Linked DNA regions of Mus musculus: region 2 is linked to region 1. Evidence: chromatin contacts called from public HiChIP or PLAC-seq data. All regions are on one chromosome and are shown on one strand. Each heading gives the region's core, a stretch centred on a gene start, on an enhancer-like site or on the middle of the called end of the contact. The rest is flanking DNA. Distances are from core to core; before and after follow the strand shown. Region 1 holds the start of Ednra (endothelin receptor type A). Region 2 has its middle 22 kb from the start of Gm23981.

Region 1 (5,100 bases), core at 1,691-4,190:
GACGCAGCAGAACATTGGAAGGAGTGTTCAGGTATTATCAAAGAGTTCTTATGTTATATCGCCTTCAAAGGGCGGGTGGTCCCTGGTGCTCAGTAAATCTAGATTTCTCCTCTTATACTTTAAGACACTTAGAAAACAAAAGGAAGGCTGGTGCTGAGAAAATAGCAACCAAAAGTCAATTGCTCCTCCCCTTTGGGTATTTTGTACTTTTCTTTCATTAATCTGTAAATGAGGACAGTAACTTCATTTATGGGCAGTGGTCTGTGTATCTATGGCGTATACACCTAATCCTAAATTTTAAGACTCAATCTTTTTGAGTCTGCTCAAGGGTGACCACATTTAGGGATTTTTGACAGTTGTCATGGGACATTATTAAGTTTAGGCTTAATATAAGTGTACCAAATAAGAGATGCTGACATGCTATAAGAAGTATAGGGGAACACCTGCTGTCAGTCCCACATGCTTTTGCCTTGCCAAACAGCAATATACATCGCATCTCACAGGCACCAACTGGTTCTTGACTTGGGCATCACAATTTATACAGACAGAACAACATCTGTAACACATCAGGAGTCTTGAATGAGTGAAGTGACTGTGTTTTCACAGCCAAAAGGCTGCTGGATGTCATCCTGTCTCACGGCTGGGCTATAGGTGTTCACCCGCTGCTGTGATTTCAAAGTGATGGGCCTGCCATTTACTTCTGTCACTTCTGCTCACCCTTAATTGTAAGTGGTTACAGATTTTCTCTCCCGTCTCTAATAGTCCGGAATAACTGGCTGAATTATTAGTAGGTCTACAAATATCATCTTTCCATTTCCCACATGTAGACCAGAATGCCAAGTACAAAGCTTTTTACGATCTGCCTCCCTCTCAGGATAGTGAGGGGAGGCACAAGTCTTTCAATTCCTTGATTGCTTTATGATTTATGGTTCCTGGTTTCCCAATGGGAATGGAATATTTAGTAATAGTTATCTTAAAAATGAGAGACAGAGGTCTTTCCCATAAACAAAATGGCTTCATGGTCTATTAGAATCATCCAGGAGGGGAGTTCATGAGCCATTTGGGTGTCACAGGCACTGCACAGCTCACGTAGAGCTCAGTGGTCCTCATTGCCACAGGTACTGAGAAAGCTACAGTCATGGCTTCCTATCAGGGTGTGAGCCAGCTGCCAGTAAAACCTCTTTCCTTCCTTCCTTCCTCCCTCCCTCCCTCCCTCCCTCCCTCCCTCCCTCCCTCCCTCCCTCCCTCCCTCCCTCCCTCCCTCCCTCCTTCCTTCCTCCCTCCTTCCCTCCCTCCCTCCCTTTCTTCCTTCCTTCCTTTCCTTCCTTCCTTGCTTCCCTCCAGCAAAGACACTACCAAGAACTCATTTCTCTTGACACCTCTTGTCAGCTCACCACATCTAAGGGACATCTGTCAAAAACATGTGGATGCCATATTGTTACAGAGTGAAAAACACAAAACCAAATAAAAGAAACCTCTTTCGAATCCATGCTTTCCCAAGGACGGATCTGTAGCTCATTTTGGTATATTTCAGTCAAGCTTTGCCGGGCATCTGGCTCTAGAGCCAGAGCTCTAGAGAAGCAACTCACATTCAGACCAGAAGGACATGTCTATGGAGTCAGCATCTTTCCTTTTGTGGGTCTAGAGTTTGGTGGCATACAAAAGCTGACCCCTTAGTGCTTTCCCTAGTTAATACATCAGATTCTCAGAGCAAATGTCCACTTGCCATTAGTAATTTGGAAAATCCAACGGCGCCCAAACCGCACACATACTTAGGGCAGGTAATTTACATGGTATGGTTGCCAAGGTGTTTCATAGCCAATCTTTAAAAACAGATGAGTTGATGGCTGTGTGGGAATCAGAAACAACTACAAGAAGAAAAAAAAAATTAAACCAAGAACTTTTTTTTTTTCAAGTTCTCTGTGGTTTTGTTCTCTGGAGAAGACAAATTATCCACTCTCCTTGGACACATCCTCTGACTTTCATATGCTTTCGCCCCAGGTCTGCTGGGGTGAGGCCACTAAGGGTGGTGTAATCAGAGGTGGCTTATCTACAAACAGTTCCAGGGTTCTGCACATGAAAGACAAGAAGTGCCCTTTAAAGGACAGGACAGCACTGAGCAAATCGCCCAGACCTCCACCAGCAGGCAGATTTCCAACCCCAGCTGCCATCGTGGTGTGAGGAGGGCTCCACAGAGGTTGGTTCTTCACAGTAAGTGTCCTTGGCACTCAGGGTGCAGGATAGGAAGAGACCAACTTCACCAGGAGGCTTTGGAGCAAGCGCCCTGGGCCTTGATGCGCCTGAAAGCTTGTGTGGAGAAAAAGATCCTCCCACTCCCGGCTCCCCTTTCCTAAAAATCCGAGACAAAGCTCAATGGTCTTGTCCGGTGTCCACCCCCACTCCCCCCAGTGTTCGTCTCCCAGGAAAGCGCCCCACACTGGGCGTCCCGGGAGGTAAGTGCCAGGCCGGTCTGTTGCGTTTCCCTGGAGCTGCGAGACACCCCTGCTCCTCCCAGCAGATTGCCCCGGCAGCGACCCTATCCCTAGTTCCAGCCCTGGTTCCAAAAAGAAAGACTTGCACCGACCTTAGAGCTCCTCGGAAGCAGACAGCTCCAGGTCCGCGCACGGGCCAGCCGGAGCCTGAGCTGGAGAACGAGGGTGGCGCGCAGGGTGGCGGGTGACCAGGGCTGCAGCACAGTCTCAGCTCGGGGAAACTTCCCCGGACAGCCAGGCTTCTCTAGGGGGAGATCTTGCTCAGCCTGCAAGCTCCAGCGATGGTCCGGTGGATCAGAGAGAGGCTCCCCACCTCCTAGACACAGTTGCCAGACTAGAAGGGATGGGTGTGCGCGCGAGGCTCCCAAGGAAAAGCAAACTCCGGAGGAACACGCCTCCCGCGATCTTCCTTAGACTCCACAGGCTCCTAGACCTTCCTCTCTACTCTGGGACCTAACTGCAAGAGCGCTATCCCGCCTGCCCTCCAGGGAGCAGCCACCAAGCTGCAAAGCTGCTGCCCCCGCCAGGCCCTGAAGGGCAGGGATCTTTAACTATTTCCTTCCTGAGAAGTTGGTTAGTCTAGGATGGGTAGGATTGAAAGTAGAGAGCAACAGACCAGACTCAAGGTTGTGCCCTGTTTTAGGAAGAAACTCGAGGCACTTGAGCCCGTGAGTACGGGAGAGTTTGATCAGCAGGGGAAGCCAGGGAATTTGGGCTGTGTCTCCTGTCAACTTTGCTTAGCTTGTTAGCACTCCTCACCTTAGAGGAAGTTATGGAACCCAGGTGGACAGCATGTCTTTGGCTCAAATTTGACCTGCAAGACCACTAAGCCTTAGCCCAAGGCAAAAGGGAGCTGGGGAGTCTGTGGAAGGGTCTAGGGTGTGCTCAGAGAAATGATCATGTCTGACAATGAATGGGGAGACCCTTCAGAAGGCAGTGTCTTTATCACAGAGTGTGTCAAGTCACGATAAGATGGGGAGTGGGAGGAGAGATAAGGGCCAAACATCAGGGCTCCTGGGGAAGAAGGCTTGGCTGTACGGATGCCCTAGGACCTCATTGGTTCCCTACCGTATCTATAGTGGAATTGGACCTCAGTTTGTTCTAGGACCTCTAGGAGAAGGGAGAGACAGGACTTATATCTAGCCCCTGGGAAAGAATTTTAGCAACAGCTTCCTCATAGTGTGGTGGCTAGATTCCAAGAACAAATATCCCAAGAGAAAGGACATAGAAACTGCCACCTACTTAAGGCCCAGGTCCAGATAGTGACACAAAGGGGCTTCTGCTTAATTCTGTCAGTCACCAATTCCAGATTAAAGGGTGAGGGCACAGAGACCCTACTTGACAGGGGTCATTTTGTAAAACTGTCACAGCCATCAGCAGAACACCTCGGTGGAAAGGATTTTAATATTCTTCTGGGACTGTTGGAGCAGGCATTACCCTGTCCACTAATCTAGTGTTTATCTAGCGTTTCTCTAGGAAGGATCCACAAAAATTGTCTCAGTCAGCTCTGAAGGGGTACGCTTTTGTGGCGACAGCTTGGCAGGCTGACATTATTTTCCAGGAAGAAAAGTTATTGCCTTCTTCCAGAAGACTGTTCATAACTTGGTATGTGAAATGTTCTGGATCCCAGGCCCTCTCACCCCGTGACTAGGCACGTGGACAGTGCACCATCTGTGTAACTGAACATGTCTGTCAGGCTAGTCTTTGTAACAGCACCCCCAGGACCCCCTACCTTTTGCTGATCCCACTGTGGTATGGATTAAGCATTAAAAATTTCTCTTTCACATCCCTTAGGACAGTCACTATTTAAACACAAATGAAACTAGAAAATAAACTGGATTGTCAGGGGTGCTGAGAGGCAAACTCCTGACTACTGAGGCAACAGCAGTGGGAGCCCAATGGTGCTCCTCAAATAATTATGACTAAAATTACCAAGGGTCTAGCAATTCCAGTCCTGAATATGTGTATAAAATGGGCAACAAGGTTGGTGTTGTAGACAGAGTGAGGCTGAAGAACACAGAAACAGAATGGATGTTGGTCTGTGTTTTTTCTAAGGTTGGGCCCAAGAGACACATCAGCAGGAAGGTGCCTGCTTGTTTAGCATCAAGTTACTTCAGGTTAGTGTTTGTGTTAAATATTCAGAGAGAAAGAATTCCAGCTAACTGGCATATTTGGGAAATGTGCTTATTTGTACGTGAGTGTGTGTGTGTTTGAGTGTGTGTATGTGTGTGTGAGTGTGTGTATGTGTGTGAGTATGTGTGATGGTGAAAGATGACCTTGGGAAGTTGAGTGTGAGGCTTCAGTGCAAACGCCTTCACCCACTGAGTTATCTTCCAAACCCTTGATGTTTAACTGATTCCCCCAAAGGTCAGATGACAGCTTAGTTTCTTCTTAATGACATGGACTTCAGCTTGAGTGAGTCCATTTCGAATGTGTTTCTGTGCTGTTCTGTTGTTGTTTGCTTGTTTCAATTAACGCCGTGATCACATTTACAGAAAGGACCTAGAATAGTCAAAACCACAGAGAAGGTAAGCTGGTGACTCCTGGGGCTTGGAGAAGGGGGCTCACTGTTTCATGCGTTTCACTGTGTTTCACATGTGTTTCACTG
Region 2 (5,100 bases), core at 1,350-3,849, 110 kb after region 1:
TTTTTGACAGGTGTTCAGGAGCCTGTCCACTGCCACATCACTCTCATTGTTCCACAATTATTATCTGACTTCCTAAACCATAAACAGACTAAAGCAGCCAAGCCGAGGAAGTGGGTGAGTTGCTTAAGAATCTTTCTTCAAAAGGTGGCAACTTGACAGCTCAACCATGATAAACCAATCCAATCCAAACCAAATCAAACCAAACTAAACCAAATCAAACCCAACCCAACCCAACCAACCAACCAACCAAACAAACAAACAAACAAACAACCAAACAAACAAACAAACAAAACAGCAAGAGAACAGACTCAGAACTTCAAAAGCATAGCAATTTCAGGCACATGAGCATGATCACTGCTGAGCTAATGATCAGTAAAGTCCAAGAACAACATCCCAGAGCTTATACCGATGCAGAGTGTACCACTCACAAATGCAGCCTCGACGTGCCAGGATAAGCTTACATTGAATTCAAGCAGTCAATTTTAAAGACATGTTAAGATTTCCACCAGATTGTTGTTATTACTTTTAATCTTGTTAGTGTCTGTTCCTTAAAGGTTTAAGTTCAATTAATGGGAACATTTATTATGCTGCATGATTCACTGACCATCCTTTGTATGTGTTTTTATGGCACATGTAATATAGACCAGGCACCAACTAGAAGCTGTGTCCACAACAGTGAATCAAACAAACACTAGTGCTGCCTGAGGGCTTGGCTTGCACTGAAATGATGGGCCTATTAGACAAGAAAAGAAAAAACAAAAAGAAAACAAAACAAAAACCATATATGTGGGCAACACAAATAAAGCTACAAGGGAAAAACTGCATGGTGTAATGTTGAATTCCAAGAATGAGTATGGGGGGGTAGAGGTATTATAGGTCACTCAGAATTATCAGACAGGAGCAAGGAAGTGCCTCTAAAAATGCCAGGATGGAGGCAGTAATGAGAGGGAGAGGAGAGAGAGAGAGGGAAGGATGGAGAGAGTTAATAGCAGGGACATATCACAGAGGAGTTGTGGAGGGGGTTTTCTGACTGGGATACAGGTCAGAGGGAATATGGAATGGTTTTGGATAAAAGAACAAAGCTCTGGACCGTGGAGGGCTGTGAAGAATCCGGCGAGGAATGTGAATCTTATTCAGAGTCTCTTGGGAAGCTGTGGCAGCTTCAAAGCACAGTCACTAGGGCACCAGTTCTGCATGATATGCTCAGATTGTGCTCACGAGGACGATCCCTGCATACAAGGCAGAAATGAATTCTAACCTCAAAGGCCCTACATCGTAGGCAATTTGAGGATGCTCAATAGAAGAAAAGACCCCTAAACTATAGCTGTAATTTGAGAATAGAATTGTCCTTAGAAAGACCCCATGCTGTTGAGGGCTCAGAGCGTAAACTCCCTGATGTCATAACAGGCACACAACTGCTTTATGCAATGGGATGTATAGATAGTTCTGGCTTTACATGGGGACAAGGCCAGTTTTCCACTTTGACACTTGCTTGAAACATTGTCCTGTCATCCATGAGGACACTGTCCCATTATTCATGAGAGGTTCTGCCTTTCTTTCTGTTTTTATTATTTCACATTTGTTTAATTCTACTATCAAATACCCCCAATCTAGAGCACAATGTTAAAAACAAGGCCAAACAAAACTTTTGTTTGGCTCTTACAATAGATTTGGAGGGTCTTTTTTGTGTACTTTATTCACAGTTGCAAGTGATACAGCTTTTGAAACAACATAGTTCTGAGAGCTGGCATCTGAGTCTATAAAATGGAGTAGGACTAGGAGTTGGAATGGAACAAAAGACTCATCATATTTTAAAACTTCCACAAACGAAGTTTTCTTCTCCCTCCTCTTCTTCTTCCTTCTCATCCTCTCACACCTCCCCCTTCCTCCTTTTCCTCCCCCTACCTCCTCCTCTTCTACATCAAAGACCCTACCAAGTTCAAGGTGCTTTATTGTAATGGAGCATGCTGCCTCTTTTTGTTCAACATCTCAATATTCTTTGAAATCTTATTGAACACTGTTGTAGATCCTTTACCTTCTTGCCAATTTTTTTTTCCTTCAAGAAACGCTGTCTTCCATGAAATATTCTCTAAAGATCCAATGCTGGGGGTTTTAAGTATTAGAGGGTAAGATGAGCTGGCTAATTTATTCCATGCCCAGTGCTTTGAAACAGGAGTCGAAGTGAATGAAACCCATTAGGTCTGCAGCCTGGCCTGCAGATAGGAGCTGCTTGGAAGCAGGGAGTGGGGCTGGCTTTAATTTACTGTGTGGATCTCAGCCTGCCACATGTCTGCTTTTCATTTGCTTTCATTAGAGAGAGAAACACAGGGCAAAAGCTTTCAGGATGGCCAGAGTTGAAAAGAACCAGTCGCTTGAAGCTCCAAGATTGTTATTTCCATTGAACAATGGGATATTGTTGTAGAGGAGTCCAGGAACTGGGAGCTGGAACTTGGGAAGGAGACCCCAACATCCTTTTTAGAGAGAATTCAGACTGCTTCCCCTACAGATGATGTAGGTGGGCTTGCAGATGGAATGACAGCTTTAGGACCTGGTAGAGTAAGCAGTTCAGACCCCTCCTCTACAGTGTGGCTATTGTCTCTAGATTTTCTCCATGTGGCTTAACATTCAACATATTTTACATCGACTTTAGAACGAATAAGACTTATGCCCTATGTTTCTAGTTAAACACCAATGCTTTCTAAATGAGCTCAAGGCCATGTGTGGTGTTGCCGCGTAGATGCAGGTGGGGAAAAGTCTTGGTGCCCTTTCCCTTGTTCCTGAGTGTCTGCACTGAGCTTCGTTTGTGCAGCTCTGCACTGCCCAGAAGTGGAGTAAGGCAGCCTCCATGATTTATGGAAGCATTTAGTCCCTCAGCCTTTGGGTTTATAATGTCTTGTAAATAAGTAGAAGAAAGCAGAGCCCGCCTCCATCTCCTAGAGAGGATGGAATGTTTCATTATCATGGCTTTAATCTCCGCCTATCCTTTACAAAGGTAACATGCAAAACATCTGGCTTGCTTTGAAGTCAGTTTATTTTACAAAATTAAACTTTCTCAGATTGTGACCCCCTTCCCCCTTTACTGTGCCATGTAATACTTGATTAATTCTGGCACAAGTACACCTGTGTTTATAAACCTGACAATTTAGGCTGGAGATGAAGGAAGTTGGAGTCAGAAATTTGTGCCAAATTAAGTCTATTGGTATGCTCCAGGATTTTTGTTTTTTAAATTTTGCATTCCTGATATCATTATAAACAGTTCCCTGTGTGGACACATATCTTTGCCTTTGAGTATTAAGTCTTTTAAAGAGGCAGTGTATTCAGTGCTATAGATCTTTTTTTGAGAAAGCTAGCTTTAAACCCCAAGTCCACAATGCATGTGAGACCTCTGCAAAGTTACTTCATGTCCTTGGGTCCCAGGAGCCTCAGTTGTAGAACTATAACCACCCGTGATCGCTGTCAACAGGTCTTCATGCCCACGTGTCATGCTTCCCTACCATTCTGACGGAGCTACAAAGACCAATATGATGTCGTGGAAATGATGGCATGTGACTTCTGAGGGTTCCTATCATTATGGCTTCTGTCTTGCTTTTCTTGAATTGTTCAGTCAGGAGAAAATCATGTAAAAGGATTCTTGGAAGCAGTGTGACACTGCCCGAGAAAAGCTCACATGGCTACGGTGTCCTGTCAATACCAGGACTGTACACGTGAGCCATCTCAGAAACAATGGTGGATGTGAGAGCTTCAGATACTGACAACCATGGTTAATGTTTTGACTACAACCTCATGACCTAAAACTACCCTATCGAATGGCTATCGAGTTCCTCACCTGTGGGAAGTGAGTGAGGCAACAAATGTTGCTTCTTGCTTCAAGATGGTGGATTTGGGATAGTTTTCTGAATCATAATGGACATCAGACATTCTGATCAGTTCCTCATCATGAGACTATTGAAGGCATTAAATGCTGAGTTTAACTTTGTGCCTTCGGATTGGCGGTGCCTCCTTCTCCATCTTATTCCTCTGCATCCCTTCAGAGTCCCAGCATCAAACACGCTAGCCACATTGTAGCCCTGCCATCACCAGCTCTTCCTGAAGGATAACCTGGGGCTGAGAAAGGAAGCTCCAGAGAGAGCTTCCGGAGTGCTGTTTGCTTGATGTGTGCGCTCATGAAGTTATTACTGTGACGCTCTCGCTGCATCACTTTTTAATACTCTTGTTGCTAGTGGTGTTTTAATTCTGTTCTGCAGATAAGGGATAAAAAATTTGCATGGTGGCAAGGGCTTCCACTCTGAGCCTGGCCATGCCTCCATTTCTCCAAACTTGCCAACCTACCTCTTCTTTTCCTTGGTTTTAATATGCTTTTCTCAGTTCTCTTTAGCTGATGGTCTATTGCCTACGTATAAAGCTGGCTCACTTTCCTTGGTGAGTTGTCACCTAAGGCTCAGATCTCAGTCTAAATACCTCATCCCCAGGAATACCTCTTAGATGTCATTCTTAGCACCTCTGTCCTTTTAAAGTCTTAACACCAATTCCACTGGTATTTGCTTAGGACTCACCATTTCCCCTGAATGTCAACTCTGTGGACAGCAGGAACTCCAACTGCCTTGTGCTTGTTGCTTAATGTTTAGCTTAGAAAACCCTTCAGTGGATGTTTATTGAATGAAAGAATTTACCTGGGCAAAGTTTTACTTGGTGGATGATTTTCTGGTTTGTTTTGTTTTGTTTTGTTTTGTTTTTTGTTTCTTTCTTTCTTTTAAGTCTTTATTTATCCCTTTAAATAGTGCATGAGTACTATCCAATCTTATAAAACACACTCTTGGTTTAATAATAAAGATGATACATTTGTTGTTAGTAAAATAATTTATCTTTAAAAGTCACTTTACAAAGGCAGTGCATGGTATCACGTAAAATAACAGACTTCCCTGAGGTCTCATATTGTACCTAAGTTTGTTTGTTTGTTTGTTTATTTATTTATTTAAGATTTAATGTACATTTATTCTTAACACGTGGAACATATAGTGTAAAGATTTCATTCTGAATAAATGATATTCATTAAGTTCAAAAGGGGAAAAAGGAGGAATTTACATCAAGATTTTAGCTACA

What was found. HiChIP or PLAC-seq counts read pairs in DNA pulled down with a chosen protein or histone mark.
Region 2: an H3K4me3 HiChIP or PLAC-seq map of embryonic limb bud shows a contact between it and region 1, with 3 times the contacts expected there. The contact joins the enhancer-like site here to the promoter of Ednra in region 1. A contact is called at or near these places in 9 of 39 promoter capture datasets (the 3T3-L1 cell line, 3T3-L1-derived adipocytes, cranial neural crest and 5 more), 6 of 484 Hi-C or Micro-C datasets (the 3T3-L1 cell line, nephron progenitors and uterus), 4 of 115 datasets of contacts at active chromatin or transcription factors (craniofacial prominence, embryonic limb bud, fibro-adipogenic progenitors and 1 more) and 1 of 9 other capture datasets (adipose tissue).

The regions. Positions count from the first base shown.
Region 1 is chr8:77,721,512-77,726,611 of GRCm38.p6, forward strand. Ednra (endothelin receptor type A) reads right to left here and starts at 2,941. Exons shown (of 8, transcript NM_010332.2): 1 at 2,585-2,941. LOC108167319 (a long non-coding RNA gene) reads left to right here and starts at 2,074. Exons shown (of 4, transcript XR_003947564.1): 1 at 2,074-2,211; 2 at 4,988-5,020.
Region 2 is chr8:77,827,087-77,832,186 of GRCm38.p6, forward strand. No RefSeq gene overlaps it. Among named protein-coding and RNA genes, the nearest start is that of Gm23981, 22 kb to the left of the region's middle. Within about 2 kb of position 2,600, at least 23 of the 459 cell types and tissues checked have an H3K27ac peak or open chromatin away from gene starts, as enhancers often do. A contact at or near this core is called in craniofacial prominence, embryonic limb bud and second pharyngeal arch cranial neural crest, where this site is marked.